Linked DNA regions of Mus musculus: region 1 is linked to region 2. A link is a contact called in public Hi-C data. All regions are on one chromosome and are shown on one strand. The core of a region is the stretch at or near the end of the contact, and the rest is flanking DNA. Distances in the headings are between cores, read along the strand shown. Region 1 holds the start of C230014O12Rik (RIKEN cDNA C230014O12 gene). Region 2 overlaps Mvb12b (multivesicular body subunit 12B).

Evidence for each region. Hi-C and Micro-C count contacts between places; a contact is called where the count stands out from the background.
Region 1: a contact with region 2 is called in a Hi-C map of cerebellum, with 1.7 times the contacts expected there. The contact joins the promoter of C230014O12Rik here to the enhancer-like site in region 2. A contact is called at or near these places in 1 of 39 promoter capture datasets (hippocampal neurons), 2 of 484 Hi-C or Micro-C datasets (the N1E-115 cell line and cerebellum) and 2 of 115 datasets of contacts at active chromatin or transcription factors (astrocytes and differentiating embryonic stem cells).

What each region holds. Positions count from the first base shown.
Region 1 is chr2:34,103,670-34,109,950 of GRCm38.p6, forward strand. C230014O12Rik (RIKEN cDNA C230014O12 gene) reads right to left here and starts at 4,066. Exons shown (of 4, transcript NR_130173.1): 1 at 3,840-4,066.
Region 2 is chr2:33,819,528-33,825,501 of GRCm38.p6, forward strand. It overlaps Mvb12b (multivesicular body subunit 12B), which reads right to left. Exons shown (of 10, transcript NM_175184.4): 6 at 5,521-5,643. Among named protein-coding and RNA genes, the nearest start is that of Nron, 17 kb to the left of the region's middle. Within about 2 kb of position 2,309, at least 28 of the 459 cell types and tissues checked have an H3K27ac peak or open chromatin away from gene starts, as enhancers often do. A contact at or near this core is called in cerebellum and differentiating embryonic stem cells, where this site is marked.

The sequences.
Region 1 (6,281 bases), core at 2,816-5,315, 290 kb after region 2:
AGGCAACCTCACAGTGTAGTGAGCATCACTCTTCAGAGTCCACCAACTGGCCTCGAAGAGTTCTGTGGCCAAGACTGACAAACAGACTGGGGGAGTTTCCTCTGTGATATGAGTGGAAATAAAGATTGACTGGACATGTATCCAAACGGTCACAGTGACCTTGGCCTCTGTTAGCTCATCTGAGAAATGGGGCCAAGTGGAGGGATTGGTCTGAGTACAGGACCACCCAGCATCTAGCCTTGGGTCTCTTGCTTCTATAAAATCCTGTTCTCTTGGTTGTTCTCAACATGATGACAACCTCACAGGCTGGAGAAAGTGAATGGCTTGGGTCCCTATGTCATGCTCTGATCTCCTTCATACCCAGACCAGTCTCTCCTATGCACAATGGTTCTCCCTGAGGTTCTCTGTACAGCCATGACCCCAGAGTCCCACATGGTACCATGGGCAGCTGCCTGTCCCCAGATAGCCAGCATTGCTCCTGCTTCCCTGAAAGCCCAGAAACTGGTGCCCATGCTATGTTGTTCTAAGTGTCTTTAAAGGCACACATGGCAGATCTACTGTCCCTAAACCTTGCCCCCAGTGAGTCAGGGTTTTCCAGAATGAGAATGGGGGACGTGGCCCCCATGGCTTTACCAGGCAGTAGTGCCTGCCACACCCATCTGTGCCCACTTGTGCGTGCACACGTGTGCTCAGCTGAGCATGTGGAAGTGTGTACTTACATGCCCAGTGGTGCCTGATCTCACACTTGGATACATGAAGTGCTTGCTCTTCGTGTGTTCAAACACAGGCTCAGTGCATGTGTGTCTATCTCCACATGGGATCACATTCGTGTGTGTTCTCATGGGCTCCGAATGCTCACAGCCTGGGGTGGCATGGATGTGTGAATACAAGCCAGGGTAGACACCAACACCCACCAGCCTTGTCCAGGCTAGACACCAACATTGGTCTTGTCGATCCACACATTCCACAGCTGAAGTTTAGTGCCATAACTTGCTCACAGTCATTATTTCCAATACACTGCTTTCCTTGAGACCTGCTGCCACCTCTTTGTTTCTTAGCTTTTATTTAAAAGTTCCAGGGCTGACAAGATGGTAACCACGTAGGTAAAAAGCACTTGCCATCAAGTCTGATGGCCTGAATTCAATCACCAGGACCCATATACATATACATTCAGAGATGACTAAAAACAGTTTTTCACACACATACACACACACACACACGAACATGCACACCACCCCGTTTTGAGATGGCTCAGCAGTTAAGAGCATTTATTGATCCAGCAGAGGACTTGGGTTTGGTTCCCAGCACTCACACGGCAACTCAACATCTGATCCCAGTTCCAGGGATCCAATGCCCTCTTCTGACCTCTGCAGGTATCAGACATGAACTTGGTGCACAGACATACATACAGGCAAAACACCCATACAAATAAAATAAATAAATCTTTAAATTTTAGTTCTAGTCCTTAGAATTCAAGGGGACTCATGGTCCACCCCCTCTCCGTTCCTGCCTCCTCCAAAATCTATCTCTATATCCCTGGCTCAGCCAGCAAGACCCGCCCCAGTAGATAATGAAGGACCACACTGAGCCTCGACCATGCACAAGTGCTCTCAGGCCCACCCTGGGTGCTGGGACCACCCCTTAGGAAGAGAGCAGAAGCCAGGAGGCCCAGCTGGTAATGGAGGCACCAGGCCTCTCCTCGGGGGCAGCTGGAGGGGTCCAGGAGTCTCCCTCACACCATCTCATCACTGTAAATAATGCCGAAAATGAGTCGTTTTTAAAGAGTGTCCAGTGGGATTCTGGAGCCTTGTTTTAATTATACAAAACCAGCATGGGTGCTCAGGCAGATGCTGGCGCTAATTGTTTTGAAAGCCGGCCCTCTTGGCTCCTCAGAATGCCCTGTCTGGGCACATTTTGAGCAGTTTTCACAGTCACACAATGAAGTCACTCCCAGACTGGGCAGGTACGGGCGAGACACACCAGAGACCTGCCTTAGGGACCTCTTCCTCCTTGACCTCACCCCTACTCAGTCCAGGCTCTGGCCACCACCCCTCCTCACAACACAATCAGCTGGCAAGATGCTCTGAGGCTGAGAAGATGCTGGGAGGGACACACTGTGAGCACCAGCAGAGGTGAGGGAGGGCACCCTGCTTCACCAGTGCGTCCCCTCTGTGAACCTAGGCCTCCTCCTGCTCTGCCCGCAGACTCTGTAATACCTGATTTATTACCTCTCCTTAGTGGTTGAGGGTCAGAAGGCTCTAAGCCAAGGTCACACCGCTAGGAAACCACAGAGGACCCCAGTCTCAGCTCTACCCTCTTGTGGCTGGAAAGGCAGTAGGGAACAGATGTGCATGCGCCGAGACGTGTAGAGAATGGATGCATAGATGGCCAGACAGACAGACAGACAGAGAGTGGTCCCAGAGGGAGAATCGGGGGAGAAGAAGAGACCATTGGCAAATTGTGCCTTTAATCCAGCCACTACTGTATGGGTTTATAAGAGGCAAATGGACCCCTTCTCAGATACTGGGGTGTGGGGAGCCACAGCATTGTGTGGAGCCCCTCTTTTAAAAAATCAGCCAGAAATTAAACAGGGCTAGCACTGAAGGCATTGAGAGATAAATACAAGAAAAAAGCTACAGAGAACTAGGGACCCACACACACACAAAGGAGAAGGTGGGGACCCAGGGGCAAAGCAGAACAGAATAGGGAGTCGGTGAGCTCAAGGTGGGGTGCCAAGGCTGGTGAGCCCTGCAGAGGGACAGGCCTGGGCCGGAGGAGGTGATGGATGGCGTGCCCATCAATTTCTGAAGGCCAAGGCTCGGAGAGCAGCCGAGTCAGTGAAATTTACATTATTAATCTCTTGTAATAATCTATGACTCAAGCAGGCTGAGAAAATAGCCGCAGCTACGGAGTGACCAGCCTATATAAATAACGGCTCCCCGCTCAATTTAATTGCACTCTGGTGAAAGCCCTCTTCTTGTATCTTTCTAATTACTTTAGTTTCATTAGGTCTAGCAGAGAAAGGGAGAGAAAGAGAGAGAGAGCCGTGAAAAAGAGAGGGAGAGAAAGGGGGAGGGGCAGGGGGAGCGTCGCAACAATGAAAAATTCATATTCCGATTTTTTTTTGTTCTGTGAAATATTTAAATGTTAATAGCCATTCCGTCGTTGACATGCTATCTCACCAGTGTGGAGTTAAACAGAAAATCTATTTAATCTACGGGATCTCATTAAATGGTCGTGGCAAGGCAGTGGCTGGGAAGTAGTCAATAGCCGGGAAAGAGGAGAGGGAGGAGGGGTGGGGGAGGGAAGAAAGAGCTGCTAAGATTCTTTAATTTAATTTATTGTCGTGCATGAGACACCAGGAGAGGCGGGGAGACGCTGGCTCCTGCGCCTCCATTTGAGTGGCTAATGATTAAATGTTTTCCATTGTGCTACAGCTGGTATGTATTATCACAGAGTGAGTGAAAAACAGAAACTCTCAGCAATTTTGACTGCTTTCCAAATATTAGCCCCTTTTAAAGCCATTAAAAGATTATCACTGATTTAACCAAATGTCTGTTTGGAGTATTAACCGCAGTCTGTTCTCCGAATCCCCAGAATGCCTCTCCTCTCTCCTCTCCTCCGATTATCTCATCCACCCAGCAGTATTTAATTTCATTCCCATGAATATGCAATGAATTTAATTTTGAACACTATTTTCATCTGCTCCTGTAATCACAAAAAATGCTGGTGTAATTAGTTTCTAATTACTTGCTTTAATTGTTGTAGTAATCATTTTAATTACCCAAATGCACAGACATCAAACGCTAAAAGGAAAATAATCCTCTCGCACCTCCTACCTTGTCTTTCAGCCTCGGTGTTTGATATCTCGATTTTGACACGGGCAACCTTCACTGAGCCGGGGGTGCTCCGGGGGGCTTCTGGGGCTCAGGGAGGCCGCTCCAAGCCCAGGCCTCAACACAATCTGCTCACAGAAATTTGCATGCCCCCCAAAAAACCATTAAGTTAAAATATACAGTTATTGTACCTTTCTGGGCCGGGCGCCACGCGCGGGCTTATTGCTGAAGCCCAAACCGGCACGAGCAGATGGTAAATCATGAAATTTTATGAAATTATTACGCCGGCGAGGTGTTTTGAATAGGAGCAGCTGTGAAGGAGATGGGACGTTATAAACACTCACAGGTGTTGCCATCTCCTCCTCTGCCAGCCGCAACATAAAAAAAAAATTAAATTATAAACAAACCAGGCAAATGTTGTAATCTCTCTCCTCGACACACTCCTTACAGGGAAATTGCTTAAACTAAGCAAAGAATTCAATTTTAATTTGCATAAAATATTTATCAAGGCTTACGCAAATTTCCGCGCGGCTCCCTTCCTGCCAAGTTGAAAATTGCTCAGACATACAGAGGTGGAATATCGGCATGTGAGGAGACCATTAGGCCAGCCCTCCCGGCCACTCGAGCTGTGCAGACGCCACGTGCCCAGCAGCAGGCCAGGCTCTGCCAATTTGGCCTTTTAATTTTTTTTTTCTTTTTCTTTCGTCCCTTTTTTGCAAACAGATTGTTTTTCTCATTATGTTTTTATATGTACCTAAACTGTTAATTAGGCCCTTAGAAGCGTTTTTATTGGGGCCTAAGTGTAACGGGCTGCTTTGTTCACAGGCCCGCACCTTTCAGCGGCTCCACGAACAGGGGTTTTTTTGCCTCCGTGGCAGTCCAGGGTTACGTGCGGGGAGAAGGGCGCCCTGACCTAGGGAGGATGTTTCAGTTCTCCTGGGTGCTTGCGGATGGTGGCCCCAGAGGAGAAGAGGAAGAGGAGGAAGCTGAGGAAGCAAAGACAGAGTCGCACTTCCTCTGGACTCGGGGCGGCTTCTAAGTCAGGAAGCCCTCCAGGCCGGATTCCAGAAAGCAGGATCTTAGCACTTCACAGTGCAGCCTTGTCTACACCTGCCTGAGGCCTTTATACCTCTTCTACCTCAGAATGTTGAGTCAAGACTGCTGGCAGCCTGGTCCGGCTTCCCAGCCCAGAGGAACCCTCCTTAAAGAAACCCCTCACACACAAACTTTCTTCACAGAGTTTGACACCATCAGGGTGGACCTGTCCCGGAGTTTTAGTGTCTGCTTCCTTTAATAGGATGAGACCCTCATGAGGACAAAGATGCCGATCTGGCTCTGGGTGTGTTCTCTGACAGAGCCTTGCCTGATAGCATGGGGTCTGCGTACAAAAAGGGTAGAGAGGAACCAACCGTCACCAAGCCGGAAGCATCTTTTGTTAGTTAGGGAAGTGCACTGAGCCAGGACTGGGCTACTTGGAGTGTGGCCTTTGACCCTACCACATGGGTCACCTGTGTGTCAAATGAAACACTGATGTCCACACGCCCGGCCTCAGGGGTGCCTCGGCCTTTGCCACCCACATGATAGCCTGTCTTGACCAAAAGCAACCTGGGGGGGAAATGGGTTTATTTTATCTTATAGTTAACAGTCTACCATGAAGGGAACCCAAAGCTGAAACTTGGAGGCAGGAGCTGAGGCTTGCTCTCCATAGCTTGTCCAGTCTGCCTTCTTACAGAACCCAGGACCACCAGCCTAGGGATGGTGCCACCCACAGTGGGCTGGGTCCTCCCCCATTAATCATTACCTGAGAAGATACCTCACAGACTTGGCCATAAACCATTGTAACAGGGGCATTTCGAAAATGATGTTCCCTCTTCCAAGAAGATCCTAGCTGTGTCAAGTTGACAAAAATCCAACCAGCACACCTGCCCTCCTGCAATCAGATACCCAAATGAACTTTAAGCAAATCTAGCCAATCACCACTTGGCTACCCAGGTCCCCCAACAGAGAGGCTGGGTCCCCCACTATATCAAAGTGGCTGATGGAATGGGAGGGGCAGGATCGTCCCTCCGTTTGGAGCAGGATCAATGGGAAGAGTGAATTAAGCATGGTGAATCACTAATAAGGAAATAATCAGGTTTACACTGCACAAACATGTCTCCACATCAGACAGAATATTGGGACAGGGAGAACAAGGTTGGCGGCTCTGGAGAGACTGCAGAGGTCCCTGAAGGAAATGCCCAGTGTCAGAGCTCCTCGCCATGCTGAGGTATCAGTGGCTGTGCTACTGGTGTGGCCTTCTGGGGGTATGGAAAGACGAAGAAGAGCACCCAAGAACATCCTCGGTCCTTCCCACGCACAAGTTCTGAAAAAAGGCATCAAGACCTTTGGGGAGGTAGAGGCAAGGAGATCAGGAGAGTTCCAGATCAACCTGAGATACATGAGACC
Region 2 (5,974 bases), core at 1,059-3,558:
GAGGGGCAAGGCTCTCGTGGTCAGCCAGCTCTGCTGCTCTGGAGACCAGTGTGGGTGCAGGGAGGCATTCGACTGAGTAGTTTCTCACTTCAAAGTGTTGGTGGGGGGGGGGGGAGAAAGGGAGGGAGGGAGGAGGTAGACTCCAGCAACTCCCTCCCTCATTGAAGCCCACCTCTCCAGTGTCTAACATTTCCCAATCATCTGTCTAACTGAATCCATCAGTAAATTCCTGATTAACTCAGCACCATCATGATCTAGTTACACAAACACTGACAGTCTCACCCCCAACACTCACTGGAGGCCACCCTCACCATCTGAGCATCTGAGGGACACTTTCCAGCAAACCCTCAGCAGTTGCTCATGACCCCTCAACAGCTCCTTCAAGCCACGGAATCTACTTTTGTGAAGTTTTGTTCTTTTGTTTTTAAAACTCTGCACCTGGGGAGGTGCTCATCTCTAAGCCTAGGCAGGTGGATTTCTGATCTACATAACAAGTTAGGTTATGTAGCTACAGAGAGAGACCCAGTCTCAAAGAGAAAAGAAAGAAACCTTGACTCCCTAATCTGCAGCCTTGCAACTTACCCCTTTCCCTTCACTCACGAATGCCATGCTTTCTCTCTGCTGGCTAGCCATTTAGATGTCTGGAGCCATCTGCCTCTCTATACCCTGCAGTTCAGCAGCTTTTACATAACTGCACTGAACCTGACAGGTGACGCAGCCTGGCCATACACAGCAGGGTGCTTGGTAACAAGCTCTCGATCGGATTGGTTTATCACCACACACATACACAGAGACACACAGACACAAGCACACAGACATAGAGACATACAAACACAGAGACACACACACACACAGATACATACAGACACGGAGACATACACACACAGAGACACACAAACACACACAGACGTACAGAGACACAAACACACAGACAGAGACATACAAACACAGACAGACACAGAGACACACTCAAACACACATATACACACATAGACACGGGCATACACAAATATACAGACACAAACAGATACACACACACACACCTGCACGCACCCACCCTCTGGGCCAGGTCTCCTGATTTGGCCCTATACTGTAGGCCACGTGACCTTAGAGAGGTCCTATTTGTACCACTGCCTCCTACTTCCTGGTTCCCATGGTGCTGTGGCTATGGAGTTCTATCTACAGGATTAATCCTATCCTCTGGCACATCCACTCTCCCTAGTGACTGTGTCATCTGTGGGTTTGGTAAGCACAACTCTGACTCTTATCAGGCTTCTGATTCTACTGCTCAGCAAGCTGGGGTCAGCAGCCCACCAAGCAACACAGGCACATCCATTCAAGCACTCGGGGCTCCTGGCACTCTCAGCCATGGATTCCCGAGGCTTTACAAACCTGAGTTCAGGCAGCTGCAGAAGCTCTCCATTCCAGCAGAGTCACACATGGAGTCCCCATGTATGAGAGGGCATGGGGTGCTCTGTTGTCACACGGAGTCCCCATATGTGAGAGGGCATGGGGGTACTCTGTTGTCACATGTGAGTCCCCATGTGTGAGGGCATGGGGTGCTCTGTTGGAAGACCATTCCATTATTGGTACACGTGCTCTGAGGTGGCAGCCCTGAGCAGAACAGACCCCCTCTTTCAAGGTTGGCCCAGTTGGCTGAGGCCAGCCCAGAGATGGGTAGGGAGATAAATTATGCCCTCAGCCCTTAGGCACCCCATCCTACTGGATACTGTGTGCAACACTAGTGGGTCGGGGATGGATGCTCACTGCCTGGAGGGAGACACAGGTTCCAGGTCCAGGACAAACCAGAGACCTAAGCAGAGTGGGTGAAACTAGGGCTCACTGGACAGAGGGTGAGTTCTGTCAAGACACTTATGTGGCTTCTGACACAAACTCCACTGAACTCAATATCTAATTTGCCGACATCACCAATGAGCATCCTGCCTACCCAGAGATCTCTGTGCAGGAAGGCAAGGGGGAGGGCTCTAGATCAACTTTTACCATGAATACCTTTGCAGCAGTGGAGAGGCCCAGGTGGGAACTGCCTGCTCCTGGGAAAGATGACAAAGGTGACGGCCTGTCACCTGTGAAAAGGTCAGCCAATGCCCCTTTTGTCTAAAGTAAAGTTAGAAATGACAGCTCTCCAGAAAGCTGCTGGGAATGCCTAAATCCAAGCGTTGGCAGAGAACATGTCCTTTGCTTTTGAAACTGACTCCCAGGCTCCTGCCTGCCACCACCTCATCTCCCTCTTGCCTGTGGCTCCCACCCAGCGTGCCTCCTGCCTCCTCCTAGCTGGCCAGTAGAGGGCACCCCATCACCACGCTCCTGGCAGTTACGCTTTGGTGCTTAGATCAGGTGTCCCCACACAAAGACCAGGAAAGTGTTCTGATGTTTGCGGTTTAACGCTCCATGGGAAATTTACGAAATTGCTATATATGCGATGATGTCACCTACATAAAAGTACACAGGGGAAAGAGCTTGAAGGAAATGTAACAAAAGGTTATAAGACTTTCCTCACTGGAAATGGGCTTTGTTTGCCCATTATTTTCTATATTCTGCCAATTTCCCTCAAGCACTCACTGCTCTGTGATAGGGATGGGGAGTCATCTGGAGGGGAAGAACATGGGGTCCTCACTGCTGAAAAGCATGTGTTTTACACTTCACATGTGCGGGGACAGTGAAACCGAGGACTGCTCAGCCAGTGTGAGAGGGGCTCCCCAAGTGACCTGAGCAAGGCAGCCCAGTGGTGGGAGGGGCGGGGGAGGGGTGGGCAAGGCTCAGAATAAGACAGGAATAGGGTGTGTGTGTGTGTGTGTGTGTGTGTGTGTGTGGGTGCTGGGTACCCATCTGACTTAACTCTGGGGCCTGGAGCTGGGAGACAGGTCACCGAGTGGGGGAGGGCATGGTAGTGGGGTGCAGCCTATGGGGGAGAGCAGGGACTTCATGTCACCTTAAAGCCGGCACTCCTTACAGAGTCTCTTACAGCATCTTATAGCATCTTGAAGAAAAAAAGTAAAAAAATCCACACTCAACCCTTCCTTACTTTAATAGAAAATTCAAGTAACTACTGATTCTTTTCTTAAAAAAAAAAACAAAGAATCTGAATAGGAAAAGGATAAAATTCAAGCCAACCCACAAAAGATAAAAACACGAAACCCAGATGACTTAAGAGGCTCCCACAGCATGTGCCGGGCCTGTAAATCAACACCCACCACAGAGGAGCTGGAGACACAGCACCATTTGCATACAGGGGGATCCTCCTGAAAGCCAAAGCCGGCTGACTTAACTCAGCCAAATTAGAATACATTTTATATTGACTATTTTGACATTTGTTTTATTTGGCAAGTAAACAGAACTGATCCAATTTCCTTGCAGCCATTGTAAACCATAAACTGCACCCAGGTCATAAAATACGTAAGTATTATGAGCACTCTGTTGGATTGTGCCACCTTCCAACCCCACCAGCTCCCAGAGTCCTGCTGTGACAGTAGGTGACCTGGCTCTCCTGTGACAGGCAAGCTCAGGACAAGTACCCTCCCTGTCTCCTCCAGGATAGTAAGAGCCCTGTACTTTTAAGGTTTCTGTCAACTCAACATAAGCTAGGGTCAAAAGGAAAGGAAAGAGCCTCAGCTGAGAAAATGCCTCCATCAGATTGGCAAGTGCGGGACGGCCCAGGTCTGTGGGATGGTGCCACCCCTGGGCAGGTGGTCCCGAGTGCTCCAAGGAAGCGGGCTGAGCAAGCCATGGAAAAAGAACACTCCTTCATGGTCCCTGCTTCAGTTTCTGCTCTGTCGTCTTTCAATAATAGACTGTGACTGGGATGTATAAGCCAAATAAACTGTCTTCTCCGGGTTGCTTTTGGTCCATGTTTTTCCACAGCAATTGAAAACAAATTAGAATGGCTTTATTCCATGTGACAGGAATTAGCACCTGCCTGAGGTGATGCCCATTTCTGGGCTCTCCTAGACCACATGTCTTGGGGGAGCTGGCTCTATTTATTCAAGGCAGTTGAGCCCTAAAGGCTCAGTAGTCTCTGCAGCTGACCATGGGCACCAGAGCCTGAGCTGACCCCGCCCAGCACAGATGAGGACCTGAAATGATGCTGGCAGAAGTTATGGTGACCCCCTGACCAATGGCCCAGGACAGAGCCATGATAGCATCACCAGTCAGTGAGGAAGGAAGATGTGCCCACCCCGCGTCATGCCAGCCCCACACTCCTGAGCAGAGACAGACTCAACTGGTCACCTTTAAACACTGCTCCTGGTGCGGGAGGCCTGCACAGAGTCCAAAAGACAGAGTCTTTTGGTCTGGGGTCACCACAGTAGCCTCTCCCCAGAGTGGATGCTCAGCCTGGAGGGACAACTTGCATTGGGCAGAGCAACCTATTGAAGAGAGCTGCTCCATGGGGTGGGGGAGGGGCTGGCTTGGCACCCATTCTGTCCTGCTAAAGAAAGACACCCACCTCTTCCTATGGACAGCTCTTCAATGTGGTCTCATATCACCTCAACCCTCAGCGAACCATCTGCCATCCCTCCTTCCATTCATTTCTGCAGTCTCTCAGACTTAATTCAAGAGTGCTGTCCCTATCAGCTTCCCCAGGGACGCCCTGTTTCTTACTTGTGGGAGTCTTTCCTCAACTGCTGCTTGCAGAGTTCAGACACGTTACCCCACCAGCGCCAGTGCAGTCAGCTGCAGAGTGGCCTCCCTGGAATTAACTATTATTATAATTGAATGTAATGTTCTGGAAACTCACTTCTGTTTAAGGACTGCTTCTAGGGATGGCTGACCCACCCTGCTGGGTGTCGGATGAGTTGCTGGCAGAGCTGAGAGGGAATTCTGCCCTTGGGCGCTGACCACCTGGCTGCCACACACATCCCTGTGTGTATATAAGCTCATTTGAATGGCAAGCCAATTGTTTGCTTGTTTGTTTTGTTTTATTTGGCTTTGTTTTGTTTGTTTGTTTTGTTTTTTTCGAGACAGGGTTTCTCTGTGTAGTCCTGGCTGTCCTGGAACTCACTCTGTAGACCAGGCTGGCCTCGAACTCAGAAATCTGTCTGCCTCTGCCTCCCAAGTGCTGGGATTAAAGGCATGTGCCATCACGCCTGGCCTTTGGTTTGGTTTTTGAGACAGAGCCTTACTATGTATGTATCCTTGGCTGGCCTGGAATTCGCTGTGTTGACCAGGCTGTCAAGGAACTCATAGAGGTCTGCCTGCTTCTGCCTCCTGAGTGCGGGATTAAGGGTGAGAAGCACGATGCCTGGCTCAGGCAGCCACACCTCCTGCCGTTAGAAACCTGTGGCATACACACAGTATAGAATATAGAGTGCACTTTACATAAGTGGAATTCGTGGATTTCTGACCATGACTTTTTAAGGCCCAAGTTTAGACTTCTGCAAATTTTCAGCTATATTTTGCACTATTTTAGCAGATGCGTGTAAGTGGGTGTTTTCTAAGTTGTTGCATGGCTCAGCAGGACCTAAGACCATGTAAGTGCATGGTGAGATCCCAACAAAACCTCACCTGGGAAGGTTTGGGGCTGGGGTAGAAGAGGCTGATGACTGGGAGGGCGTGGTGGGCTGAGACGAGTCATGGTTTCTTGGCACTCTGCCCATTCGGTACCAGATGCCCATGCTGTTCAGTTCCCTGCAGAAGAAAAGAAAAATCTCAATGCACTGTTGAGCTTGGAGCACTGACCTGAGCAACTGAGTTAACTGTTACCACATTTATGAACTGCCATAAACCCCAGGGAGGCCCCAGCACCTCTCTCACGCCCTGGGTGCTGCACTAGAGCCTAGCAGGAGTGCAGCTGTGTCTCGAAGGCAAGCCGTTGTGATGTGAACATCTTCACCCACTGAGCATGCTAGCCTGCCCGCACCCTTTGCTTTGTCAAGACTTGGCCCCTCATAGCTAGGAATCACTAAACGTGGCTTCACACCAAGGTCAGTTGGGAAAATGGCCGCAAGCCATCAATCCG